Linked DNA regions of Nomascus leucogenys: region 2 is linked to region 1. Evidence: chromatin contacts called from public Hi-C data. All regions are on one chromosome and are shown on one strand. The core of a region is the stretch at or near the end of the contact, and the rest is flanking DNA. Distances in the headings are between cores, read along the strand shown. Region 1 has its middle 13 kb from the start of SLC6A4. Region 2 holds the start of NSRP1 (nuclear speckle splicing regulatory protein 1).

The links. A called contact is a pair of places that touch in the nucleus more often than the background predicts.
Region 2: a Hi-C map of a lymphoblastoid cell line shows a contact between it and region 1, with 5 times the contacts expected there. The contact joins the promoter of NSRP1 here to the enhancer-like site in region 1. A contact is called at or near these places in 3 of 4 Hi-C or Micro-C datasets (a lymphoblastoid cell line and an unstated tissue).

The regions. Positions count from the first base shown.
Region 1 is chr19:36,270,740-36,274,650 of Asia_NLE_v1, reverse strand. No RefSeq gene overlaps it. Among named protein-coding and RNA genes, the nearest start is that of SLC6A4, 13 kb to the left of the region's middle. Within about 2 kb of position 2,135, the one cell type or tissue checked has an H3K27ac peak away from gene starts, as active enhancers do. A contact at or near this core is called in a lymphoblastoid cell line, where this site is marked.
Region 2 is chr19:36,392,759-36,396,753 of Asia_NLE_v1, reverse strand. NSRP1 (nuclear speckle splicing regulatory protein 1) reads left to right here and starts at 1,435. Exons shown (of 7, transcript XM_003277079.4): 1 at 1,435-1,478; 2 at 2,681-2,774. The coding sequence starts at 1,459.

The DNA of each region.
Region 1 (3,911 bases), core at 886-3,385:
TCTCTCCTATTTTACCATTCATTCCACAAGTAGGAACGAGAAGGAGCTGCCACGTATTGGCTTAATGTCTGGAGTTACCTGTGTTTCTGTTTGGCAGGGGACATCCAGGGTGTTTGGGAAGCAAGCACCTGCTGTAAGAAACAGCCTGACCCATGCTCCTAAACCCCCCTCCAGCCAAGCATCCCCATTCCTCAGGCACCTCACCCGTTTGCAAAACTCTTCAACATGCCTCTCCAAGTTTCATCAAAATGCTCAGACGACTCTAAACATCCCCGCAGAGGAATTTCTGAGGTCTTTCGGATTCCATTAAAACATCAACATTATTCCCCCATCCCACTCCTAGTATATTTATATTTCTTAAACAAAGGGATTGAAAAAAAATGGGTTTGAATATCTGTGCTGGTGGTTACATCTCTGAGAGGTCTTAGGTGGATCACCAGAGTGTTGAGGGGACTTTTGATTAACTGTGAAGCAGTTTCAATCTGTTCTTTAGTGGGAAAAAGAAAGAAAGAAAGAAAAGAGGAAAAACCCATGCCCCAAGTGGCTTGCTCAATTTGCACAAACCTCATAAGAACTTGCCTCTCACTCATCCATGTTGGAACGGTCACTGCCACCTCAGAGTGCGTGGTAGGAAAACCCGAACCCTGGGGCCTCAGTGGCTTCACACAGAAGCAAGTAATGGGACAAAGAGTCAAAGCTGTGTGCTCCCTGCGCTCCTAAAAACCCAACACTGATGCTGCCCACAGTTCTCTGTTTCATTAAACACAAGTCCCAATGTCACCTTCTTAGACATTTTTCCTATGTAACTGAGGGCAAAACACATTAAATATTTGATCTCGTCTTCCTACGATGAGAGTTAGCTAGCAGGCTCATAAATAATCCATTGACCTGGTTCACTTTTCTGGACAAAACTGATCGTAAAAATACATACACAAAGTCTTTGTAATGTCTGATTCAGAAATTCTACCCCTCTCGAATTCTTCAGAGTCCCAAATGGAAAAGGAACAATTCAATATGCAAAAGCCCCAGTTCAGAAGAAAATCTGCTCCTTAGCCCAAGACCCAAATCCATTCTTGAGCCCCAGAGAGCTTTTTTTCAAGAACAAGTTTGAATGCACACAATTTTCAAGCAAATGATGGTCATACCCTTCAACCACGTAGCACAGTCGTTGGAGCTGGAGTTTCACATACATTCTGAATGGCCCGTGAGGTGTCTGTCTGAGCGCGCCTCAGCTCTGACAGTGAAACCACCCAAGCGCACAGAGACTCGGCCCACTTAAGCGCCACTCAGAGATTTCTCTAGCTGTCTGGGCATTTGTGTCAACCAGAACTCTCTCTTTGCATAAAGCCACCTGCACGCGATGACAGCAAAGTAAAGATCAAACATAAGCCATGGGTTGAAACGAAAGCAACTTTTCCCAAATCGCAGGACAGCACTTTGCTCAAGACCCTCTTTAAGGGGTCTTTCGCAGGTCCTCAAGAGGTTGCAAAGCCTCTGCAACAATAGACAAAGGAGCCCCCTACGCCCGCCCCCCTTCGAGCACTCCACGTTCCTCGTCTCCCACTCTCGCCCGTCCGCTTCAGCTCTGGCTCTTGCTGAGCGTGGAGGGCGCAGGGGCAGGATCCGACGCCCACCGCTGGGGCGCATGCACGTCCTCGCCTCCTCGCAGGGCGGTGGGGCGCAGCTGTTCTATCCCCGTCCCCGAGGCGGGGAAGAAGTTCTGGAAAGAAACGTGGGTTCGAGGCGGAGAGGAAAAGCTTGACCCACCTGCCGGGCTGCGCGGGGAGGCTGGTCCCAGGCTGGGGAGGCGGGCGGGCCTCGCGCCCTCGAGGCACCGGGCGGCGCTGGCTGTGCGGAGGGGCGCCGGCGCGGCCGTATTTGTACCCGCGGGCCCTCACATGGTCTGATCTCTAGATAGCCGCCGCCAAAGAGCTCTTGAAGAATTTTTGCGTCACTTTGAGGCGAATAAACTTAATGCTTCCCCGCGGCCGCGGCTCGGCGCTCCCGCTGGATGGGGCTGCGCTCGCCCGGGAGGGGCCGCGCTACGGGGCGGGGTGCGCGCCGGACCCCAGAGCCAGGAGGGGAGGGACCCCCGACACACACACGCTCGCAGGGAGGAGCGGAGCGCGGAGCAGCCGGCAGGGCAGGGCCGAGCGAGGAATCCTGACTTTCCTGCTCTTTAACTTTGCGGGAGGTGGGAGGCTGCACAAAGGGGCGGGTATGCGCCTCCCCTGCCGCCCCCCGCCCCCAGGACGGCACACAGGGGTCTGCTGGTGCCGCTTCCTCTTGACCTCGGACACCTCCCCATCGCCCCCATCCCAAAACCTGGTCTCCCTTTCTTCCTGGGACGTAACAGTACTTGGTACCCATGCGTTTATCTGACTGCCCGGCTGGGATGTGAGCTCAGCTTAGAGGCCCTTGTCTAATTCCTCTCCGTCCCCAGAGTCTCACAATAAAGACTTCCACAATGAAGGAATGAAGAACTGGTTCTCATTTTGTTAACCAGCTACAGTTCAAAGCTGCGTCAAAAAGGAGCACAGTGCTTTGGGAGGCTGAGGCGGGAGGATAGCTTGAGCCCAGGAATTCAAGACCAGCCTGGGCAACACAGCAAGACCCCATCTCTAGAAAAAAAAAATTTTTTTAATTAGCCGGGCATGGTTGCTCGCGCCTGTGTTCCCAGCTACTCAGGAGGCTGAGGTGGAGGATCAGCTGAGCCCGGGAGGTCGAGGCTGCAGTGAACCGTGATCGAACCACTGCACTCCAACCTGGTGACAATTTGAATTGTCTGAAGGGGCCCAACGGCACCCTAGTGTTTTGACCCATGTGCATGTTGTTTTGATAATTTTTTCAAAAAGTTTAAAAATGGATTTAATGTTAATATCTTTTTTGCTAAAATTATTTAAAACTTTAAAAAGGGCACATGCAGTACTTGCTGTGGGTTGTCCCTGAGGCGGAGAGGAGAGGGCTCTACCTCTCCCCACGAGGAGGCCAGGAAAGATAGGAAGTAGAAGACCAAAAGGAAATAGCAGTGACAAGTTTGCAGCTCCAGAGAAGCCACCGCCCCTTGTACTTGGAGGAACTGACCCCTGAAAACTGTGCGGCCGGTTGGGCTGAGCGTCTAGAGGGACTGAGCTGGACAACCACGGGCAAGCGAGGGCGGCTCCCAGCCGGAGGGGTCCGCGCGGGATTCTGGTGCCACCTAGACGCCAAGGCGGGGACCGCAAGGTGGGCGGGAGGCTTGGAGGCCAGGATGCAGGGGGATACTGGGAGGGTGCAAGGGGAATGTTGGAGGGGTGCAGGGGGGATGCTGGGGGTGCAGGGGGGATGCTGGGGGGTGCAGGGGGATGCTGTGACGGGTGCAGGGGGGATAATGGGGGTTGCAGGGGAGATCCTGGGAGGGGTGCAGGGGGATGCTGGGGGTGCAGGGGAGATGCTGGGGGCGCTGCAGGGGGATGCTGGGGGGTGCAAGGGGATGCCGCGAGGGGTGCAGGGGCATGCTGGGGGGTGCAGGGGGGATGCCGCGAGGGGTGCAGGGGGGATAATGGGGGATGCAGGGGCGATCCTAGGAGGGGTACAGGGAGATGCTGGGAGGGTGCAGGGGGGATGCTGAGAGGGCTGCAGCAGGGACATTAGGGGGTTAGGTGTGGCATTCAGAGCAGCAACGCCAGGCGGGAGAATCGCCAACAAGCTTGGGAATTTCATCCCCAGGGGCAGCGCCTGCACGGGGGTGGGGGCTCCTCCTTTCAGATGAACACAGTTGTCTGCTGCCTCCCACGTTCCACTTCTTCTTCTTAAATGAGCATGTTTCTGCTGTATAGGCAAGGGCAACAGAAAACGGAAGGTGCCGTTTCCAGGAGGGCCAATGGAGGGGGGCAGGGACGCTGGGAAGAGGCGCCAAAGCGGAGGACGGC
Region 2 (3,995 bases), core at 186-2,685, 120 kb before region 1:
GGGCCACTTCTTAATGCTATGGAGGTCAATAGAGGTTAATGCAAGAGAACGTAACAATCCTAAATATTTACATACCTAACTTCAAAATACATGACACAAACTGATAGAATTGAAAGGAGAAGCAAATTCACAATTATAGTTGGAGATTTCAACATCTTTATCTCGGTAATTGATCTCTTTGGCTGCTCTGAGACTGGTTGGGAATGAACCAAGAGTGAATGAGTGCACAGATGTGGGTAGAGTTTTCAAAAAGGTATCATATATGGGCCAGGCACGGTGGCTCACGCCTGTAATCCCAGCACTTGAGGAGGCTGAGGCGGGTGGATCACATGAGGTCAGGAGTTTGAGACCAGCCTGGCCAACATGGTGAAACCCCGCCTCTACTAAAAAAATACAAAAATTAGCCAGGCATGGTGGCGGACGCTGTAATCCCAGCTACTCAGGAGGCTGAGGCAGGAGAATCGCCTGAACCTGGGAGGCGGAGGTTGCAGTGAGCCCAGATCGTGCCATTGCACTCCAGCCTGGGCGACAAGGGCGAGACTCCGTCTCAAAAAAAAAAAAAGTATCATATATGATCTTGATTCCTATACCCAATGGCCCATGAACAGTATTATTAATAATTTTGGTCCTTGGGCCGGCCGCAGTGGCTCATGCCTGTAATCCCAGCAATTTGGGAGGCCGAGTCGGGCGGATCACCTCAGGTCGGGAGTTCGAGACCAGCCTGACCAACATGGAGAAACACCGTCTCTACTAAAAATACAAAATTAGCCGGGCGTGGTGGCTCATGCCTGTAATCCCAGCTACTCGGGAGCCTGAGGCAGGAGAATCGCTTGAACCAGGGAGGCGGAGGTTGCGGTAACCGAGTTGGCGCCTTTGCACTCTAGCCTGGGCAAGAGCGAAACTCCGTCTCAAAAAAAATTTTTTTATTTAAATAATAATTTTGGTCCTATGTAAGGTATTATTAATACACAGATTTTCATTTTTCGCCTAATTATCCTGAACCAGTTAAAGTGAACACTTGGAAGGGGGTAAGGGGATTATCGATAGCCATGGCAGTGGTTTTCAAGCTTTATCAGAATTACCCGCTGGTTAAAATTCAGATAACTCGCTCCACTCCAAAGTTTCTGATTCGGCAGGTTTGGGGCGGGGCCCGAGAATGTGTCATTTTAACAGTATCTCCGGTGATGCTGATGCCGCTGGTCCCAGAACCACACACTGCAAACAACTGGCCTAGAACGTTGTCATTCCTTTCTCCTACAGATTTTGAGGCAGCCGGTGGGCTCCGAAACAAAACAGAAGTCACTGGATCCAATTCCCAGCACCGTAGAAGTGACTCAAACCAGCGATTCAACCGACAAGCAGGATCCGGGCCACCCAAAGCCGCGCGAGAGTTTACGTGACGTCATCGGCGTCAGCGTCACGGAGGCGTCGGCCGCGTTCAGCGGACACGGGAGCAAGATGGCGATTCCGGGCAGGCAGTGAGTGATCCGGGAGTTAGGGTCAGGCTGGGGGATGAGAAACTACGGCGACTGTGTCTTTGGCCGAGGAGTTTTAAATGCGCTGGAAGTGAAGGGACTGTGTCGTCAGGGGTAGAGACGGGAAAAAACGAGAAGTCCTGAGGAACATAGATTCCCCTCCCCCGTAATTTTCCAGGATGGAAGCCCGAAGTTTGAGGGAGAAACTTGTGAGGAAATAAAGGAAGTTAGGCTGAGGGGCAGAGAGCGAGACTTTTCTATTTTCCAAAAGCTCGGTCTGAGGCCCCTCAGTCTTGCTTCCTACCCCGCGCTTGAGTTTCTCCCCGCTTGGATGCTCTCAGGGGCAGTGTGAAGAGAGACAGTTCCTGGCTTCCTTAGAGGGCCTTGTTCTCCTTGGCAGAAGCTCAAGTCCTGATTCCCGCCCTTCCTTGTCGTTTTAGGAATATTGTTCTGAGAAGCCACAGAAAAAGGGTAGGCATATAGGAAATTGGGGTATACGTTGCCGCAAAAGAGACAAATACTGTACGTACTTGAAAGTTTTACCTTTGATGTGTAATCCTTACTTTTGATGCGGCCTCCCGTGATCTCCGCATCTTAAAGGCCAAAACGTGAGAAACTAAAGGAGTTGGATCTGATGGGATGGTTCTCTCAGATGCTCCGAGGCAAAGCACGTGATCTTAATAAAGTGTAATGCGAACTTGCCCCATGGCTACTTGGGTTTCTCAGTTAATCTTTTAAAAATTTTCGGGAGTTACACTATCCAGTCAGTTCTTAGAAACTATGTAAGTACAAAGTAGGAAAAAAAATCTAGCCATTTTCTTGACTGTTTAGACCGCAAGGATAGTTGAAAGCATTTTAAAATCTTCAGTGGACATGAACTAAACTTTCCACTACACATTTTTTTTTTAAATGTTACTGTCACTTCGCCATTTTAAAACATTTCTGAACTTTTCATTTACTTCTCTGATAAAAATGGTATTCGAGTTTAGCCCGTGTCCACAAATGATCACTTAAGAGTAGTAATTATAGAATCTTACGGCATGTTAGAGTTTTGAGATCACTGAGAAGCAAAAACAGTCTATTATGTGTTCATAAAGCTTATGGCATGTTTTGATTTGGTAGCTTCATGTGGAAGAGGTAGTAGATGTGTTTGTTAACATTTAAACATAAAGGTTTAATTTCTATTTCAAAAAAAATATATGCAGGTATGGGCTTATTTTGCCAAAGAAAACACAGCAGTTGCACCCTGTTTTGCAAAAACCATCAGTGTTTGGGAATGATTCTGATGATGATGATGAGGTAAGGAAACCTATGTTTTACTCGTGCATGGTTGGAAATGTAAATTTTTTAAATATTGAACTTGTGACTCTGATACCTTTGCATTTGTTATTTGTCAATACAGTGGAGTATAATTTACAGAATTGTCGAAAAGGAAGGTGTAAAGAAAGCAGCTTCACCGATTTTTTAAAGATTTTTTTCCCTCTAAAAGCTGCAAACTTTACCTTTAAACAAATACACGGTCTTTTCAGACTACTGAAATTGTCATAACAAAATTGTTCGTGTAAAGATCCCTAGGTATGAGTTATTAAGATGTCACCAATTTCCTACAAATTTTTATTAGCAAAGCAGTTTTTAATTTGTTAACCATGAGCTAACATCACTATATAACAGTTCTTAACAATACTACTTTTTTTTAAATTCAGTGTCTGCCAAATGTAATTGCTCAGTTATAATCGTGCTAGTGAATAGTTACCCTTGATAGTACTACAATAACATCTAATATAAACATTTTCTATTGTAGCAGCCAAAACTTTTTCTGTGAAGCCCACAGTTATATATCAGAAACAACCCCAAATGTGTGCTTTTCTTTTCTTTTCTTTTTTTTTTTTTTTTTTGAAACAGAGTCTTGCTCAGTTGCTCAGGCTGGAGTGCAATGCCATGATCTCGGCTCACTGCAAGTCCGCCTCCTGGGTTCAAGCGATTCTCTTGCCTAAGCTTCCTGAGTAGCTGGGATTACAGGCACCTGCCATCATGCCCAGCTGATTTTTGTATTTTTGTAGAGACAGGGTTTCACCATGTTGGCCGGGCTAGTCTTGAACTCCTGACCTCAGGTGATCCGCCTGCCTCAGCCTCCCAAAGTGCTGGGATTACAGGCGTAAGACACCGCACCCAGTAGATGTGTGCTTTTCTAATACTCCCATCATGTTTTAATGTTTTTCTCTTTCTTTTTTTTTTTTTTTTTTTTTTTTTTGAGACAGAGTTTCGCTTTTGTTACCTAGGCTAGAGTGTGATGGTGCAGTCTTGGCTCACTGCAGCCTCTGCCTCCTAGGTTCAGGTGATTCTCCTGCTTCAATCTCCCGAGTAGCTGGGGTTACAGGTGCCTGCCACCATGCCTGGCTAATTTTTATTTTTATTTTTTTTTTGTATTTTTAGTATTTTTAATATTTTTTGTATATTTAGTAGATTTTCCTGCCTCAGCCTCCTGAGTAGCTGGGATTACAGGTGCCCCATCACCACGCC